Regions from separate parts of the Rattus norvegicus genome. Here region 2 is linked to region 1. The links are chromatin contacts, called in public Hi-C maps. All regions are on one chromosome and are shown on one strand. Each heading gives the region's core, a stretch centred on a gene start, on an enhancer-like site or on the middle of the called end of the contact. The rest is flanking DNA. Distances are from core to core; before and after follow the strand shown. Region 1 has its middle 210 kb from the start of Irx1. Region 2 holds the start of Irx1 (iroquois homeobox 1).

Evidence for each region. Hi-C and Micro-C count contacts between places; a contact is called where the count stands out from the background.
Region 2: a contact with region 1 is called in a Hi-C map of hepatocytes, with 2.3 times the contacts expected there. The contact joins the promoter of Irx1 here to the enhancer-like site in region 1. A contact is called at or near these places in 3 of 12 Hi-C or Micro-C datasets (hepatocytes, kidney and liver).

What each region holds. Positions count from the first base shown.
Region 1 is chr1:32,911,411-32,916,238 of GRCr8, forward strand. No RefSeq gene overlaps it. Among named protein-coding and RNA genes, the nearest start is that of Irx1, 210 kb to the right of the region's middle. Within about 2 kb of position 2,766, at least 3 of the 93 cell types and tissues checked have an H3K27ac peak or open chromatin away from gene starts, as enhancers often do. A contact at or near this core is called in hepatocytes, where this site is marked.
Region 2 is chr1:33,120,274-33,125,393 of GRCr8, forward strand. It overlaps Irx1 (iroquois homeobox 1), which reads left to right and starts at 2,849. Exons shown (of 4, transcript NM_001107331.2): 1 at 2,849-3,351. The coding sequence starts at 3,076.

The sequences.
Region 1 (4,828 bases), core at 1,516-4,015:
GGAGCCTGGGCACCATTTGATGCTTGAGATGCACTGTCCCTTGACTCTTGTCTTGTTTTCACTGAGGCTTGCAGTAATTGTCATGCCCAGGTGCAGCCAAGGAGGCTCTCCTGATTTACACTTCCGGTGCTACTGTGTATCAGCTCACCTGTTTCATGCATACAGAACTACTCAGTCTTCAGAAGCCCACTCCAGGTAAGTACTCAATAAAGCATGTGGGTTCCGAAGAGTCGTGTCTTTGTAGACACATGAAAGACATGGACAGAGATTTCTGTTGAGAAAGATAAAATGAATGTTTCAAGACTTGGAGGGATGGAATTTTTTTGCAAACCAGGAGACTCCTCTGAGTCAGCGCCTGTCTTGCTGATGAGTGTAATACCACAAACCTGAGACGCAAAGAGAGGAGGCACAACAAACCCCTCCTCTGTGTTTTGTGACACTCTTAACTCCACTGATTTTAAGTCTTTGATGGGATCAACGTGTAGGGCCAGTAGCTCCACTTAGAGATGCAACTTCCCGGTTGGTTATCAGTGCAGTCAATGGTTTAAAGATTGCATGTTATTGCTGGTTTAATAAATTCTCCAGTAAGTAAAACATTGTTCATAACAAAACTGGAGCTGTCTCTTCCATGTGCTTTATAGCCAGTCACTATCTTTTAAAATTAGTAGCTAAAGATCAAGGGAGACTCGGGAGCAGTAGCAGCCAGGAGGGTCTCATGATGAGCACTGACTGGCTACCTGCAAATCACACCATCTGTTGGCTCTCACTTTGGGTTCTGCCATCTGCAAGCTGCACCCGCATCATGTACTGATGACTTACATGAGTTGTGAGCAGAATGGTGAGACATACTCTATTTGTGAAGCAAGGCACAAGCCCCTGTGTCTTACAGAGCCTGTCATAGGCCATCATGATGGACAGCAAGGACAGGAAAACTGATGAAGCTGAAGTACAAGAAGACAGATCAAGCTGACCACACACATTCCTGGCAAGAACGGAACAATTGCAAGGAGAGGGTGGCGAACTCTGGAGCAAGACTGTTTCTTCAGAGCAGAGCTAACTCCCTGCGACAGCTTGAAGGGGACCAGCACAAGAGGCACCGGGATTTCACCCACCTAGACAGTATGGTGGTTTTGTACTTTCTCTTTGTGGTGTGAATGATGTGTGAACATAATTTGAGGAATGGAGTGTAGCTGGTTGCTTACATGTGGTGTGTATATGTAGATGGCATTGTGCTCAGGTAATTGGACCAGGAAGCCTTCCTGAGCACACGAATGCCACATAGACTAAACCAACCCCTGAGACCAATAATGTAGCAAGCAAAATGTCACTCTGAGGGGTGAGATGACAGCCCACAGCTTTGGTTATCTTGTTAGCACATGGACTAACACTGATCAGAAGCCAATCCTCTGAGTGTTACATATGATGTACACATGATACATATGGGATTTGTGTTGTGTTAGTGTGTATGTAATTCATATGCTACATGTATATATGATGTATGAATAGGAATACAGGGATAAGTTGCAAGTTCTGGTATGTCCGGGCTATGTACACTGTATAATACATGTGGAATCTACAGTAAGTGTGGTATGAATGTGACATGTTCTGTGTATGAATATATGCTGTATACATGATACATATATGTTTTGTATAGTATGTGTTCTATAAGTCTGTCTTACAGTGTGTATGTGAGGCTGCTATGGTCTGAGAAGTATATTGTATGCATTGTGTGTGTGCCAGTTGTGCTATTTATACGGTGTGTAAGCCACATGGTCTGTGCAGTGTGTGGTAATATTTTGGGTAGGGCCTCAGGGAGACTGTTCTCAGCTTCTGTATCTCCATATTTGGGATATGGATATGACATATGGCTATTTTCCTTGGAGAAACATTTGTCCTGCCATGATGTTTCACTGACAGAACATTCATTTTAGTTTTTTCCACCCACTACCCTCAATGGGTTGCTCTCCTGGGTTCAAGTCTACAATTGTACCTGCCTCCCCTGCAATATCAGGAGGACATCCCCTGACCTGTCTCAGACTCACCTTACAGGAACAGGGTTAGGGTTAGGGTTAGAGTCTCTATGAAGCCTCAGGGAGGGGAGGTCAGGAGGAGCTGGGGAGAGGAGCAGGGACAGCTCTGGCACCAGCTAGCATCTTGCTGAGCATCACCCTGGTGCTGAGGGTGGCTTCCCCTTGCAACAGTACAGTTCCTGTACTTGTCAGTGTTTCTCACAGAGATGCCACAGTAACCCAGGTCGTATGTCTCTGGGGACCTTTCCACAGGTCCTAGTCTGCTCCACACTGAGGCCTTAGGAGGTGAATCTAAGATCAAAGGGGGAGACTTCCAGACATGAGTCAACACTAGACTTCTTTCTTTGCTTGTAGATTGTGTAGATAGAAGCCAAGAACCCAATCCTCTTTGTCCCTAGCTCCTTTGGTCCACCGTTTGGTGCTAACAGGTAGCTAGGCTTTGCCTTTGTCTAGCACTCTTCTAGGCTGGATGTCCTTAGCTGAGCCTGTTGTGAACCAGGATATCACCCGAATCTCCTTAGGCTATGAGTATCAAGTGCGCTTTCTATATCCACCCAAGTGCCCTTTCACCCAGTGAAGAGCCACAGCTCTCCCATCACACGTGTCAGTGGGATTCTTATGGATGTCTGTGATTCTATAACTCTTGAAAAAATAAAGCCAGCAGGTCTTCGTGTGGTGACAAGGGTCACAGGTCAGCAACAACACAGAATGAAATCTTTCCCAATCTCTTGGAAAGGCTCCGGACAGTGTTACATAACACACAGAGGTCAACCCTCCCTATCAGAGGCTCAGGGGTGTGTGCGTTGAGTAACAAAGACTGCTGTCCTTCTTCAGACCCCCTCCCCCACACAGAGCCAGCAAGGTACGTGAAGGAATTTCCATATTTCTGTGAATGCACAAAGGACTAGACACTCGCCTTCATATTTAATAAAGATCTCTGCCGTCAGCTGCAGCCTGAGATAAGTGTAATATCCTTAAATGGTTAATCCAGGGCTCAGGGCTCAAGTGTTTTCTGCGGGTTGAGGCAGGAGGCTGTTGGAGCTGCCGTGTGCATTTCATAAACCCACAGGAAAAAAAAATGTCTTTGCTCTGGCTTTTTACTCTATCTTAAATGCTTTATTTTTTTCCTGGGCTAGATAAGGACTGGTTCTTCACAGAACACCAGAGCTTAGCTGCTGCTCCGTCTCTCTCCGTTAAGGAAAAGGTCCTGTCTGCGCCCAGATGTCTCAGATTAAATTGTATCTCAGCGTCCTCACAGTGCTCAGCTCTAGATGAACTGCCAAAAAGGCCGTAGGCAAGAACTAAATTGCTTTGGTTTCAGTACACAGAGAATTTGGCTCAGACAAGCTGAATCAGTACATTAAATGCGAATCCCTCACAGATTTGAAAGCAGCCCTTAGCACAATTATTGACTGTGAGTGATGATTATGTCTAATTGAAGGAGACTTGAGCTACCTGTAGCTCTGCTGGAGTCCACCCGAGCCGAGGCAAGCGCTGCCTCTTAATTCAATGTTCCGTCTTGGTAGCCTCAATTGAAGTGGGATCCTGAAGTGTCCACACATGGTCGATAAACTTTAATAAACTTCACAGGCCCAGTAACTAGGCAGAGTGTATAATTCAATTTTTTAATTCGGGAGAGGAAAATGGCTAACTAGTATGTTGGGCTACAATAATGCGTGCATCTCCTGCACACTGTGACCCCCCCCCCCCCAGAAAGGGAAGAATGTGTCCTTGGGTCCTGAAGGTCTGATGTCACCCTGGAATCTGCCTCTTTATTCAGGGCTGTCCCCGTTTCTTGGGACAGAACAAGCTTCTGGCAAATTTAGGACGACGACAAAATTGTGTGACTATTCTATTTTATACCTTTGCCTGAGGAGATGACACAAACAAAAGGAGATGTGCACCGGGTCTCCTAATGGATCCCTTATGCCTGTCCGGTCAGCCAACTCTGACTCATTCCACAGCCCAGGGGCAGTCACTCATGGCTATGAGGAAGTTCCTCCCTGCAATAGACCTAGAGACTTTCTTCTCTAAAGGAAGGGTCTTTTTCTCAATAGCCTATGTTCAGAATCTGATTTTTCAAGTGTTCTTTGAATAGGACACAAGGTCATATAGCCACATATGCCTTCAGTGCACTCCTCCCACACACACACACACTTAACTCATTGACCATTTTCCTACCATTGTAAATTCGTTCTAAATGAGCTTTTGGGCCACTTGTAATTACTGGAGGGTGTTTTATGACAGGATTTGTGACTAAAGTGCTTCCCTTTGCTATGCACTCGGCTCATCCACATTCCCCCAAATTGTTCCTTATCTGTTGCACAGTCCTAGTCACCAGACACATTTCTTTGTGAGGAACGATGTGTGCTCTGACTTTTTGTGACTTGGATCATGTGCAAAACAAAGACCACACCTTAGCAGTCCTAGCTGATGCAAATCGATGAAGTGGGAGTTCACATTCTTAGCACAGATGGGATGTTGAGAGAATCTGATGGATACCCAGCACAGCTATATGGCTGCATCATTAGCTAGGATCCTGTCTGTCTCTCAGAACATGCAGGTGACACAGTTCTTGGCTACAGGCATAGCCCACACACCTTTCCCTGGGCCTCAGAAAAATGCAACATGAAGCCATGTGCCAGTTCTACTGAAATCCCTAACATTTTGTTCAGTGTGCAAGTTGAGGCCAAAATGCCAATGGGAGCATCTGGATATTGGCCTTTCTTGTCCCTGCAGGTCTTGTTAAAAACTCACCTTGGAGACAACATGGAATCACTGTTGGCATCTGCAAGTCA
Region 2 (5,120 bases), core at 1,599-4,098, 210 kb after region 1:
CTTGGCCCAACTTGTACAGATTCCTAAGTCTGAATTTTGACTGCTTGCTTTGCCTTGATAGCCAGTGTTGACTCCTAGAAAATATACTCTCGTCAGAGCCTCTCACCATCTCTGTGGAGTCAGGGAAGGTTGCTTGGGGTTGCAGGGAAGGTTTCCGGTGGAGGGATCTATGGTTTCTGGTGGTGTGGGTAAGCAAACTCCATGACCTTCCCAGAGGCTCTCTATTGTCTATTGCTCCACATTCTGTCCAAAAAAGGCAATGAATGCCCCCCCCCCCCAACAAGGATGTTAGCACAAGAGCCCTATAGCTCTTTCAGACTGGAAACCTTCCTCCCGCATATTACAGATGCCATCAACATCTTGGCCCCAATTTTCCAGAGACATGAGAATTTCCAGCTTCTGCTCAGGCATCCCCTCCAGCTGGAGATTTGTGGGTAATTTTATGACTGTTCTTGTGTTCCCTACGTTGCTGTCTTCACCTCCCTGTTGCTCCCCACTACTAGAGGTTCAAGCTTCTGGGTGAGGAGCCAAGGAGAAAGAAAGGAGGCTCTACTAGCCCCTTCCAGAACTGGGTTTAAGCACAAGTGTCTTTCTTGCAGCTTGATCTATAGCAAAGAGCAGTTAACTTTCCTACACCTCACCAACCTAGTCCATACCCTTGCTGCCATCCAGTCTGCCCAGCCGCATCTCTCAAATTATCTTGTAGTTTCCACCCATTTCCTGTCTTTGGTGCAGTCAACCTACATAGAGGGAGAAGTCACACTGCTGGTCCAGTGGGGGGTGAGAATAAATTACCCCCAGTTCCTCCCCAATCCCCTTCCTAAGAGGTCTAATAGACCTAAGGCAAGTGACCCAACACCTGCAAGTCAAGCAAGCAGTTGTGGGGAGTGATGACAGGCTGGTGACCCTCTGCCACTGCATACTGGCAGGGAGATGTATTTGGAAGACTTCCCACCTCCTTGCTCAGGTCTTATCTTTCCTGCCTTTACCTGTCACCTGAAGTGAGTGGTTCACTGAGCAAGAACAATGGTCAGGTCCGCTATTCACTAGAATGAAGTGATGTATTTGTTTGGAGGATGTAAGATAGGATCCTAAGATTCTGGTTACAAGATGGCTGCCGAGCTGGGAACCGGGAAGAGGTCATGATTAGGAACTTCATAAGCTAGAACATCAGGGAGTTCCCTCAGGGTAACCTCCAGACTAAATCCAAGCAGAAAAGCAGTTCCTGAGGTTCCTGGGGGTTGGGAGGTATGAAGTATGTAGGCTCTTATGGAGTGAACAGCCTGAACAAGTAAGAAGCCCTGAACCAGAGGAGAGAAATGAAGCCTGATTTTCCTGCTGGTAATTAGTAACTACTTTTACCAGTTGTATTGTGGCTAATTACAGGCAACCTTCAGTGTCTGATTTCAAGACCTATAGGGAGGAGGACTTTCTGATGTTGCAGGAGTTTGGAACTCCAGGCAAGCAAGTGGGCTTTAGCTGGTGTCCAGGGTCCTGATGGCACTAAAAACAGCATTTCAGTGTGCATGTTGGGGCTCTCTGTCAAGCCTGCCCCTGTACCTCTTAATTCTCTAAGTCTGGCATTAGACTCTGAGGGTGAAGCTCTCTGCATGATTGAATGATGATGTGATGTGACACTCTCAGACATATGCCACATTATAGGCAGCAGCAAGAAATGTGGCACTAGCAGTTCTGAACTTCCAATAGCAATCTAGGGAACCCAGCACAGAAGCATCTTTCTCTGGCTGGCCCTGCTGTATAAGAGAGGAAGGTACATTCCAAGTCTGCCCGGAGAACAGAGCAGCCAGCCTCCTGTCCTAGGCCACATAACTGCTGCTGGCTTTCACACTGTCTAGTTCTCATTCTCCCTGCCTCTGAGATAGAAACTGGGCAGAGGAGTCAGGGGTGGGGAGCTCAAGGCCAGCGGACTGATGGCTGTCCTGTCCTACTGGCTAGTCGCAGCGCCGCCTCAGGCCTCAGGTACCTGAGCTCCACACAAGTTGGCGCTCCCAGTCTGCACACCTAGTGGATAAACGCGGGCACCCAGGCCATGCAGGCTTCTCCAAAGCTGGAACAAAGATGTAACTATCGGCAAGATTCAATCCTCCCTTTACCTTGCGAAGGTCCGTTCCTTCCTACACTTCCTTTCCCCTCCCTCTAGGATCTCTCCGCTACTAGACAGTGATTTCTCGGCTGGCTTGCCCGTTTTCGAAGTTTTTATATTTGGAGGAACCGACAGAGCACGGCCACATCCCGCTTCCCCAAGAGCAAGGGGGTCAGCGATTTCCAGAGGATCTGTTAATAGCAAGTGGGGCCAGGGAGACGAAGCACCCTGTATCAGAGGTGTCGAGCCAAGCGTTGATTTATCCGAACACTTCAGCCAAATATGTCCCACGGAGGTGTTGCAACGCCAGCCACAGAGGAGAGGCTGCTCGCTATAGACTGTCCCCTGGCCCCAGGCCTCTCTCCCTGCCACCCCAGCTGTGGAAACGCAATCCCGGAGTTGCTTTTGTTAAAAGGAGGTGGGGGAACAGATCTCGGATGCAAAACCGGGTGTCAGACAGCTGTAAACCGGTGTCGACAGGTTGTCAAAAGCCGCGGGGGCTGGTTGGGATGAAGCCTGAGGCCTCCGGACCTAAACCAGCAGACGGGCCGCGCGCGCCCACCGGAGGAGGAGGTGGCCCGGCGGGCGCGGGGCACCACGTGCTCGCCGTGAGGGGCGGGAGCGGCCAGCGAGGGCGGGCTGGAGGCAGGGAGGGGGCGGGAGGGGAGCCAGGGGCGGGGCCTGTGCTCAAGGGGATGCCAATCAAAGCATCAACTTCAAATTGTGTCTGAGAGCCCGGCCGCCGAGCGGAGGGCGGCCGCCGCAGTCGGCGCGCGATCTCGGATCCGGGCGCAGCCGGGCGCCGCCAACCAGCACTGGGCTGAGGAACAGCGAGCGGCCCCCGCCCCCGGGCCGGCCGGAGCGCGCCCGGCCCGCCGCCCGCAGCCCCAGAGCCGCGCCTCCTCGGATCGACAGCCAGTCTCTTTGCCCGCGCAGTTAGGGTGCCCTCCACCACCGCCAAGCCCGCGGACATGTCCTTCCCGCAGCTGGGCTACCCGCAATACCTAAGCGCCGCGGGCCCGGGCGCCTACGGTGGAGAGCGCCCTGGGATGCTGGCTGCGGCCGCGGCTGCTGCAGCCGCCGCCTCGTCGGGTCGGCCGGGGACTGCAGAGCTGGGAGCGGGCGCCGGAGCGGCCGCGGTCACCTCGGTGCTGGGCATGTATGCCGCGGCGGGACCGTACGCGGGCGCACCCAACTACAGCGCCTTTCTGCCCTATGCCGCGGACCTCAGCCTCTTCTCACAGATGGTGAGTGCTCCCGCCTCCCGCGCGTCCTCCTGACCCGCACCCACGGGAGATCACGGCGCCCAGGGACAGCGGGAGCGGTTGGCCGAGCAGAGAAACAGAGGACCCGCAGGCAGTGTCTGGAAAAAAGAGCAAAAGGGGTCCTGCACAGGGGATCCGGTGGCGGAGACCTCGTTCCCCCGGGACTGGGGAATGCCCAGAGGCACAGGCAGTGACCACTGCAGTCTTGGGGGTTGAAGACCCGATCCTGAAAGGGTTGTGCGCTAGTAGAGAGAAACCCGAGAGCAGGCCTGAGAGCGCGGCAGGCGCTGGAGGTCCGGGCAAAACCGCCAGGCGCCTCTGTGCGACAGGGCAGGCCCGCCGGGCCCCCGCAGCCAGGGCCGCTTTAGTCACACTGCTCTGGCCTGGCGGCTGGCCTCGCCTGAGCGCTGCAAGAGCTTTCTCTTGGGCCCAGAAGACCTTCCTTCTCCCTCTTTGGCAGAGCAGAGGTAGTTGCCCTGAACTTTGCCAAAGGGAACCGGTTAAATCTAGCGGAGTCCGTCAAAAACATCCCAACAAACAATAGACGTCCGCGGAGCAGAGAGGTCTCTTAATGGCGTGTGTAGGCACCATAGGGATCGGGATCCCGGTTAAGAAATACTAAGTTGACATAAATTCTGGTTACCGAAACGGTGTTTGCTTTTACTTTCGTAAGTTGCCAAACTTTCCTTTTCATTTGAGCCGAAAGAAAAGCACTTTTCTTCCCGCGTTACATAAGGGAGAGTTAAAGGAACAGTGTCCCAGTGATTAAAATAAATGGTGCTTTCCCATCTCCTGTCCCAGTGGGTGTCAGATGGGTGTGTGTGTGTGTGTGTGTGTGTGTGTGTGTGTGTGTGTGTGTGTGAATTTAATTCTCCACAGGAGTATTGGCCAGTCTGTCCTTTCCACCGATCAATTTTTCTTGGTTTGACTGAAAGGTCGGACTGCTTAAACTTGAGGCCGCTGGCAAAGTGCAAGGCGGGCGCGGGATTTTGGGAGGCAGTCCCCTGCCGCCCTGCTATCTTCTGGATAGGGCAATTTCCAAGAACCCCGAATTATCCAGTCCCTGGGAAAACAGACCAGACCAGATCCCCTTAAAGGATGGATTGTGCAGGAGCAAAGCGGCTAGCGCGATTTCCCGAACTTTTCTTGTAGTTTAGAAAGAAAGCCTATTTCTTAGTGGTCGGCCGGCCAGCTGCCTTTCGGGTGCTTCCCAACCAGGAAGATCAACCCCCCATTTTGTTCAGACAGCCAGTATGCCCCGGGAGCGATGAGAGATTTACAAGGTGCCCTTTCGAAAACAATTCCCAACAGAGACGAGGCCGAAATTTCTCCTTTACTATTACAACTAAAATAATTTTAAAAGGCGAAACGTACATTTTACAATGGCGAGGTTCAAACGAATTCGGGCCACAGAAGTCTCTGAGGCGCGGCCTCGGTCACTAAATTAATTAGTCAAAGAAACAAGCTTTTAGTAACTTTTTTAGGGTTCCGACTTCGTTTTTGTTAACCTGGTAACTGGATCCTTTTTAAAATGGAAGACGAAAGGTGATTTATTTATTATTTTTACGAATATTTTTAACTGAAAATTTGAATACAGATGTGAGCCATTTGGGAATCCTGCCTCTGTGCTTGTGGGGGAGGGGGTCTGCTGCCATTGTGGTGAGGTATGGAAGGTCGGTAGGAGGTTTGTGTTGTTGTTTAATTTTGTTTTCTCTTTAAACTAAAGGGAAAATAAAATTCCTCCCCTAAGA